3 separate regions of the Mus musculus genome follow, and all the other regions are linked to region 3. The links are chromatin contacts, called in public Micro-C maps. All regions are on one chromosome and are shown on one strand. Each heading gives the region's core, a stretch centred on a gene start, on an enhancer-like site or on the middle of the called end of the contact. The rest is flanking DNA. Distances are from core to core; before and after follow the strand shown. Region 1 holds the start of Fgf11 (fibroblast growth factor 11). Region 2 holds the start of Polr2a (polymerase (RNA) II (DNA directed) polypeptide A). Region 3 holds the start of Trp53 (transformation related protein 53).

Region 1 (2,700 bases), core at 193-2,692, 220 kb before region 3:
CCCAGCTCCGCGGGGACCCTGCACAGGCCTTGCGTGAGGCTGTAGAGGAAGCCAAGGTTGCCCGCAAAGGGGGCGGTTTAGCGGGCGTAGGGGGCGGGACCCATTAAAGATTTTACTCCTAAGGGAATGGAAAGTGTTTCCTTTGGTGAGAGGGTCATGCAGGGGACTGCTGCTCCCTCCATACAGACAGTGTATGCTTGGGTCCAAAGTCCCTTTTCTAAAAGGTTTCCCCAGTATTCTACCCTGCCTGAGGCCCAAGTTCTCTAAATCTGGCTGGCGCCCCTTCTGTCCCGGTACTGCCTCCCGGAACCTCTCTCCCCTATTCTTTCAGAGTCTGACAGGGATAGTAGGAATGTATTTACTGACAAAATGCGGGAAGGAACTGGTTTTTGGAAACCTAGTTCTGATCAATTGGCTCATACCAAACCAGAGATATTAAGGCCGGATCACAGCCCAGACTGGATGGCACAGCTACCGGTTTCTCCACTTTCCCCCCAACTCTCCTCGTCCATTTCTGTCCTCACTTCCATCCCAGGCAGTAGAATCCCTTTTCATTTTCTCTCTGTCGGCTATTCCATCGACCCCCTGCCCCCAGCCCCGCCATATCAGGCTCCGTGTCTCCTCTCCTCTGAACCCCGAGATTTGCAGGCCTTGCCTCTACTCCGCCTGCCTCTGTGACAGTTCCCACTTAGAGCTTCCAAGGAACCCCAGGGTTCCGCCCGCCCAGCTTCTCCCAGCGTCTCCGCCCCCTGCCCCGCCCCCAGGCCGGCTCGCAGAGGAGGGGGAGCCTCTGTCGCCGCCGCCGCCTCAGCTTCCCACAGCCGCTGCCGCTGCCTCCGCCGCTCTGCCTGGTCCAACCTCCAGGCCCAGTGCTCTGACTTTGCCGAACCGAGGCGCTCTGCAGAGACATCCTTACTCCTTCCTGGGGGTCCGGGACGCTTAGGCCGACGTTGGGGGGAAACCTCCGCTTGCGGGTGACAGGGAGGGAGGAGCCTGGAGCTGGAGCTCGCGGCACCCGTCGCCCGGATCAACAGGACAGGACAGGTTGAGGGGCGTCGGGGAAAGGAAGGGGTGTTATAGCAGTCCCAGGGAGGACGAGAAAGCCCTGGCGCAGGAAGCTCTGATGCGCTGTGACTTATTAAGGGCCTGTTCACGTTTGAGGAGTGTTGACAACGTGGGTGCACTCCTCTCTTGGGGGCCTTGTTAGATTGGAGGGTGTGGGATCTAAGCAGTGCCAGTTGTTCCTCGGGAAATTTAAGGGGCAACTAGAAAACAGACAGAAACGGCGGATGCTCCTTTTTTCGGGGCGACAGAGGGTCCTGCAGACAACCACCTGGTGTCTGCACTAAGAAGGGTTGATTTGGAGGTGACTTCAAAAGGAGTGGAGGGTAGCAAGGTGAGGGAATGGTGTTAGCAGCTGGGACTCTGTGGTACTAGAAATGGGGGTGACAATGAGAAAAAGCATTATCCAGCCAGGGGGCCTGGGAACCCCTTTTCACTGAACCTAAACAGCCTGAATTTTGAGTCATATTTGCTGGCAGAGGGGGGATTTGAAGAAAGTGGGAGACCCACTCCATTTAGAGTATAGAAAAGGAAAAAAGAAAACAGAGCTGGGCTCCTCTTGACATTGACAGCAGCCTAGGGTGAGCTAATGTCCACAAAGCTTAGGACCCACACCCTGTGTAAGAGTAGGCTGGGCAGGAGCGGCCCCAAAATAGGGTAGAAAGAAGCCTCGGGGTATTGAGAACACATCTTAGAAATATAGGAGGGTCTTGACTGTGGGATAGAGGAGGTATCTTCTATCTGGTACAGAGGCCAGAGAGGAGGGAAGGGGAAAGCTTTCATTAGGGGACAGAATTCATGGGTGAGGTCAGCTGAGGAGTGCATAGGCTGCTGGAGCCGCTGGAGCTAGTCAGGGCCCAAGGGTGGGAGCCGGTGGTGTTGGGGAACGTACTGGGGTCTGGGGTTTCTCTTCAGATCCTGTGGGTGGGGCGGTGGGTTGGGTCCTGAGCATGCCCTGGTGAGAGGGCTCCTCTTGGGGAGCCCAGGGCGCTCCGGGAGCCTGCTGGTTTGGGGGTGTCTCCTCCCGGGGCGCGATGGCGGCGTTGGCCAGTAGCCTGATCCGACAGAAGCGGGAGGTCCGCGAGCCCGGGGGCAGCCGGCCCGTGTCGGCGCAGCGGCGCGTGTGTCCCCGCGGTACCAAGTCACTTTGCCAGAAACAGCTCCTCATCCTGCTGTCCAAGGTGCGACTGTGCGGGGGGCGTCCCACGCGACAGGACCGCGGCCCAGGTGAGTGTGGCTAGGGCGGGGTCTCCCACAGAAGTCCTGCCTGAGGCCAGGGACCCTGACGATTGAAGCCCGATGAGGAGGGGGGTGTCCCAGAAGTGGAAGAGGTGGGCCAGAACGACAGAATTTACGGGACTATCCTTCAGGTTCTTCCTCTTTGCCTGTAATGCCGAGTCTCCTTGCTTTCGAGGGCAGGGGGAAGGTTTGAGGGGCGAAGTCTGGCGCCCCAAGCTTCTCTGCTCCTGTCAGCCCCCCTTCAGCACAGGACTCCCCACCCCCCACGGTTCTTCGCCTACGTGCGGGTTCTCGCGATTCTTTCCATCCGAAGTGGCGGGGCTTGAGGGGTTCTGGACGCTTGGGTCACCCCGAGGGTTTCTGCAGCCCTGGCTGCCCCGCCCCCGCTCCGGCTCTCCC
Region 2 (2,842 bases), core at 57-2,556, 180 kb before region 3:
CATTCGCTGTGGCGTGCTTACACACAAAATAAAAAATATATATTAAAGCAAAAAACTGGTGTGGAGAGAGATGCCCTAGGATTCAAGGGTGACTTGGGACTAAGTGGAGAGGAGAGACCGGGAGCATGTACAGGAACCAGGGTATGGAATTGGGGCTGGGAACAGGGAATAAGGGCATCACTCAGCAGCGAGGTCTCAGATCCAGAGGACTAAGGAAGCCTGGTAGTGGGTCAAGGGGATTAATCCCACAGGCAGGAAAGAGAAGAGCGCTGGAGATGAAGAACGAAGAATGCAGCTTGTCAGGCGAACAGCCAGCACTGGGGGAGGGGCGTGTTTCCTTTCCTTTGGAAGGTATTTTGCTTTCCTCAGTGGTGGTGCTCCCTGTCCGAGCGGTGATGTAACGCTGACATCAAGCATGAATGAATCACTGTGGTTGGCTGAGCAGTTGGCTTTGCTTTGAAAAGGAGTGGAAACATGCTCTTTTGGGAGATTCCCTTGAAACACTCAGCCGCCACCTTATTTCTGAAGTCGTCTGAAAGGTGTAGGGTTTCCTTGACCCCGAATTCCCCAAGACATCCCTATTCTGCCCCACCGCTAATCTGCTTTTCTCAGATTGTCACGGTCGCGTGATCTGCGGCTCCTGGGTAGCAGCCATTCTACTTTCAGAATAGGCCTCCGGGCTCGGGAAAAGCTTGGGCTGAACATCGAGCGCCAGGGCTCCGTAAAGCTATTAGAGCACAGGCGGTGCCCCAACGTCCTGGGGCCTCTCCACTAATAACGGCTACTTCCAATTGATTGGACGCGCCATCTTGCCTGCCTTATGCATATTCAGCGGTGAACTGAATATTCATGAACGAGGCCCGTCCCGTCCCTCCCTCCTTCCCCCCACCCCCGGAACCCGCTCCGGAGGACCCGAAGGGCCCCGCCTTCATTACCGATGCGTAGGACAAACCATTTTCCCGATGTGTGTGGGGGGATACTAATGAGAGACTTTAGCTGAAAATGAGCCTGAACTCCGAAGCTGAGTAAAAATGGCCTAACTTTATCCTCCGTTCTGTAAGTCCTCGGTTTGAGTGCACGGGAAACCCGAAAGGAGGACGACAGGACCAGGAACATTCTCCTCCTCCTGTCGCGTCAGAAAGAACACCCAACCAGGGAGCCGGAGCCCTAGCGTCAACAACTCCGCCGCGCGCGCTCCGTGTAGGCCGGTGCGGGCGGCCCCGTAGCGCAAGGGAGGGCGGGAAAGGAAGGGGCGGGACACAAGGGCGAATCTATAAAGGGCGTCACTCAGCCAGTTCTCTCCTCAGAAGCGCCGAGAGCGCGACCGGGACGGTTGGAGAAGAAGGTGGCTCCCGGAAGGGGGAGAGACAAACTGCCGTAACCTCTGCCGTTCAGGATCCCGGTTACTTATTTATTCGTTACCCCTTTTCTTCTTCCTCCCTCCCAAAACCTCCTCCTCTCCTCCCTTCTTTTGTTTCCTTTTTGGGAGCCGACGAATCTCCGGAAAGGGAGAAAAGGCTTTCTTTCAGCCCTTTTCGTTCCTCTGCCTTCCCCCCCCCTTCCCCCCTCCCCCACCTTTCCCTCCTCCAGCCTTTCCCTCCCTATCCCGGGAGGTCTTTCCTGGTGGCCGCCCGGACGGGTTCTGAGCACTTAGGCGGCGGTGGCGCAGGCTTTTTGTAGCGAGGTTTGCGCCTGCGCAGCGCGCCTGCCTCGCCATGCACGGGGGTGGCCCCCCCTCCGGGGACAGCGCATGCCCGCTGCGCACCATCAAGAGAGTGCAGTTCGGAGTCCTGAGTCCGGATGAATTGGTAAGATAGTCCGCCCGTCTCTCTGCTATGCCTTTGGCTGATGATCCTCTGGGAAGATGGGTCAGTGATGCTGATGTTGTGCGGGGGTCCAGCCTTCAAAAGTTAAATTATGCCAGGACTTAAACAAGCGAAATGCTATGCCTGAGATGAGTGCTTGACTGGACAGAGAAGAAAGATGTTTCCATACTTGAGCATTGCTGCGGTTCAACGAGACAGGGTTGAAAGTTGTACAGGAAGTGGATCCCCAGTTTTAGTTCTTTCACCAATATTGAGCATCCTGCTATGTGACAGTAATCAGACACTAGGAACACAGCTGCACAATAAATATAACAGAAACTCTACCTTCTAAAACACTATGGGAAAAACAGAGAAGAGAGCTTAAGAACAAAAAGAAATGAGCAAAAATAAGTACCTAGATTAAAGCAAAATGAGGAAATGCTGTAAGAAGTCACTGAAATTGAATGGTGTCAGGGTTTGGAAGACATACTTGCCAGGGATGGTGACATTCCCAAGTAATATCAGTCATCAGAGCTATTTTTTTAGGTGGAGGAAACAAGTGTCATGGGACTGAGAGGGAAATAAACTTGTATTCTAGAGACTGAAAAGCCAGTGTTGGGGCAGGCAGGGTTAGTGGGTGCGGAGAGTGCACTGAAGAAGCACGGGATATTGTAAATTACGCTCTAGAGAGTCCAAATTTCTGTTTTCAGTAGGAAACCACTGGGTAATTATAAAGGTGACAGTAGTAACTTATACACACACGCATGTACAGAAGCTCCGTAAAGAGCTGATGTGAAGTGGGTGAGGATAGACAAGGGATAGCTTTTGGAGACTTGGACTTCTTCCTCCTGAGAGGAATAGAGAGTGGAATTAAACAGCTGATTCTAGACTGAGGCAGTCCTGTTGGGGTAAGGGCTCAACTATAGCAGAACTCAAAAGAAAAAACAGAAAAACCTACATCAGGGCTGGTAAGATGGCTCAGCAGGTAAGAGAACTGACTGCTCTTCCGAAAGTCATGAGTTCAAATCCCAGCAACC
Region 3 (2,745 bases), core at 58-2,557:
GTAATGAAATGACCTGTTCTAAAAATTGAAGTGGCGGGGACAGGCATAGCCCACGCCCAGGCAGAGTCCCGCCACCTCCCGCTGGGAAGAACCGGATGGTGCGGGCTGACTGCACTTAGGACCGCCGGGCGCCCGGGGCCCAAGCCCGCCCCTTCCGCTTTCAGGACGCGCGGAATGCGTTAAGCAAGGGAATGGCTCACCCTAAAACCGGATACTCGGTAATTTGCTTTTCCGGCAGGAAGAAACGACCTATCGGCGCACTCTTTTAAATAAACACCTCCTCCTTTGCAAAAGCAATAACCAAGTAATCCAGAAAAATAAGATGTCGAGGACAGCAGTTTTCCTCCTCAAACCACAGAACCAGCCTAGAATCCATTTCTCCCCTTTCGCTACTCCCCCGTCGCCGGGCGAGCAGTGATCTGCTCCGAAAACAAGAAACCGGAAATGCTCCTGCAAGCGGCAGAAACGTAAAGGAGCCAAACAATAACAGGGCCGGCGGGCCTTTCAGACCAAGAGGCTGAGTCGGGCCCCGAGGGCAAATACTTCTGGCTAGCACCGCTAGTGCTTCAGGCTTTTCTTGGATTTTCTTCATCTAGCAGGGTCGAGAAGCGGCTGGAAAAAAAAAGAAATCACTCCAGGGACAAAGGTCCGGAAGTTGCGGGACCTTAGCAGCTAAGGCTCCCCGGATCACCCCGATCTCATCCAGGAACGGAACCCAGGGTTTCATTAGGATGCTATGGGGGGTCTTAAGTCTTAAGCTATGAATCTCGAAAAATCTTAAATCCTGGTGCTTTGTGCATGTTATTTCCGGAGCTTCCATCACCTAGCAGCGGGCAGATAAGTGTGTACAACGCGTAGCGGAGAGAAAACCCCTTAGGCCATCTCAGTGGTCCCTATATGCTCTACTTTGCAGGTGCATGACAGTGAGGCTCGTCGGTCCTAACATCATCATCATCAGCTACCCTCACTACAGCATCTGACATATACACTCCCGTTCATCCCGCCCGCCAAGCTTCCATTCCGCCCATCTCCATCGCGCTGAGTCCCCCCACTGCCCCACCCCCAAACCCCACGGTTTTCTCTAGTTTTATGGATGCAAACGGAGAGAGCCAGTGACCGAGAGGTCTCGTCACGCTCATCAATTACTTACCCAGTCTTCGGAGAAGCGTGACACCCTGCTGGGAAGGAGGAGGATGAGGGCCTGAATGCTAGGTGCCCCCTAACTGTAGTCGCTACCTACAGCCAGGATGGTCCCAATGAACTGAAGCTACAGAACTTTAGCCAGGGTGAGCACGTGGGAGGGGAAAGTCCCAATCCCAGCAACCCCCGCGAGACTCCTGGCACAAAGCTGGATAGTCGCCATAACAAGTAAGGGCAAGTCCTTCCGTGGGTTGAGGGCAAGAAATGGAGGCGGGGACTTGCAGAGTCAGGATTCTCCCTGAGATGTTGCCCTCAGCAGGAACGCTTTGTGAAAAGTCGTCTAAGATATAGAGCTGTGAGGGCAAAATGGGTGGAAACCGATTCGGAGGACTCCTGCCTCTGTGTCAAGTATAAAGAGTGGAAAGAATTAAGTTTTTATCGTAAGTGGACCGCCACTGTTCTGAGCTCTGTGCTCTTTCCTATCCAGCTAGATAGTCATAGCCATCTTTTTGGATTTTTAAGACAGAGTCTTTGTAGCCAAGGCTGGCCTGGAATTCGCGGCCGTCTTCCTGCTTTAGGCCTTCCAAGTACAGGGATGAACCAACACGGGCCCCTAAGTTCTTTTTCCCCTCATTAGCTAAAATGTCACTTTAGAAAGGCTTTTCATAGTATCTCAATCTAACGTGTTCTCCGAGATACTTGGTATCGCACCACCGTGTTTAATTTCCTGTACAGTCCTTATCACTCTCTGTAAAGACTGTTTTCACAGCCTTTAATTGCACAGCAACGAAAACTTTATGGAGATTAAGAACTAGAAAACATTGCTATTTTTTTCCCAATGCCTTGTATAGTCCTGGGTTAGGCAGTAAGAACTTGATAATAAATGTCGAATGAATGAAGGGAGGGCGGGGGAGAAAGGGAAAGAGAGGAACAAGAAGGGGGGAGAGATGGGGAGAAAGGAAACCTGAGGTTACGGGATTCAAAACAAGATAGTCAAGAGGGGCAAAAACTGTAGAAATTATGCGCCCTCTGCAGGCCAGGGAGGATAGGCGCTTTAAGAATTACCCCCAGGGGACGGTAGGGGGCGCTCGTGTAGTTTTCGCCAAGGCCCAGAGTTCAGACTACAACTCCCAGAAACCTCTAGGAATTCTCCAGCGCTTGAGGTGTAGGCAAAGTCGTTCCTTCCCGCCTTCCCGCTCGGAATCGGAGGAGGATGCGGAGAGCCTATCGGAAGGTGGCCCGACTCCCGCGAGAGCAAGAAGCCCTGGCGGCGCCTAGCGACCCTAGGCGCTTGGCTTTGGACACTCGTTCCCTGGTGATTGCTTTAGGTTCGGCTTACATTTTCCGGAAGAGGAAAGCGGACTCCGGTCTCTGAGCATCCCTGGGAACGGTAATGCACTCTAGCCTCGGCAGCTGGTAGCCGGCTCAGCGAGACTTGCCCGACCTCTGCCTTCCGGGGGCTTACTCTACAGAATGAAGACGTCGGAGGAGCGACTCTTAGCTCCGGATAGCCTCCCTCCTGACCTGGCCCCAGCTCCGGTACCCCAAGGTTCCCCAGCGGAGAAAAATACAGACTTTGAACCGGTGCCTCCGCCATGCGGTGGT

The links. Hi-C and Micro-C count contacts between places; a contact is called where the count stands out from the background.
Region 1: a contact with region 3 is called in a Micro-C map of embryonic stem cells, with 2.2 times the contacts expected there. The contact joins the promoter of Fgf11 here to the promoter of Trp53 in region 3. A contact is called at or near these places in 5 of 39 promoter capture datasets (the 3T3-L1 cell line, the C10 cell line, cranial neural crest and 2 more), 4 of 484 Hi-C or Micro-C datasets (the N1E-115 cell line and embryonic stem cells), 2 of 115 datasets of contacts at active chromatin or transcription factors (embryonic stem cells and memory CD8 T cells) and 3 of 9 other capture datasets (adipose tissue, liver and pancreatic islet).
Region 2: a contact with region 3 is called in a Micro-C map of embryonic stem cells, with 7 times the contacts expected there. The contact joins the promoter of Polr2a here to the promoter of Trp53 in region 3. A contact is called at or near these places in 8 of 39 promoter capture datasets (the C10 cell line, cranial neural crest, hippocampal neurons and 4 more), 13 of 484 Hi-C or Micro-C datasets (CD4 T cells, CD8 T cells, Th1 cells and 7 more), 8 of 115 datasets of contacts at active chromatin or transcription factors (the 230-238 cell line, embryonic stem cells, extraembryonic endoderm stem cells and 2 more) and 4 of 9 other capture datasets (adipose tissue, liver, macrophages and 1 more).

The regions. Positions count from the first base shown.
Region 1 is chr11:69,801,022-69,803,721 of GRCm38.p6, reverse strand. Fgf11 (fibroblast growth factor 11) reads left to right here and starts at 1,442. Exons shown (of 5, transcript NM_001362623.1): 1 at 1,442-2,289. The coding sequence starts at 2,097. Tmem102 (transmembrane protein 102) reads left to right here. Exons shown (of 2, transcript NM_001033433.4): 2 at 1-127. The coding sequence ends at 107. It overlaps G630025P09Rik (RIKEN cDNA G630025P09 gene), which reads right to left and starts at 53. Exons shown (of 1, transcript NR_027913.1): 1 at 1-53.
Region 2 is chr11:69,757,097-69,759,938 of GRCm38.p6, reverse strand. Polr2a (polymerase (RNA) II (DNA directed) polypeptide A) reads left to right here and starts at 1,306. Exons shown (of 29, transcript NM_001291068.1): 1 at 1,306-1,808. The coding sequence starts at 1,716. Slc35g3 (solute carrier family 35, member G3) reads left to right here. Exons shown (of 2, transcript NM_019871.2): 2 at 1-55.
Region 3 is chr11:69,578,921-69,581,665 of GRCm38.p6, reverse strand. Trp53 (transformation related protein 53) reads right to left here and starts at 1,307. Exons shown (of 11, transcript NM_011640.3): 1 at 1,151-1,307. Wrap53 (WD repeat containing, antisense to Trp53) reads left to right here and starts at 2,417. Exons shown (of 10, transcript NM_144824.3): 1 at 2,417-2,745. The coding sequence starts at 2,614.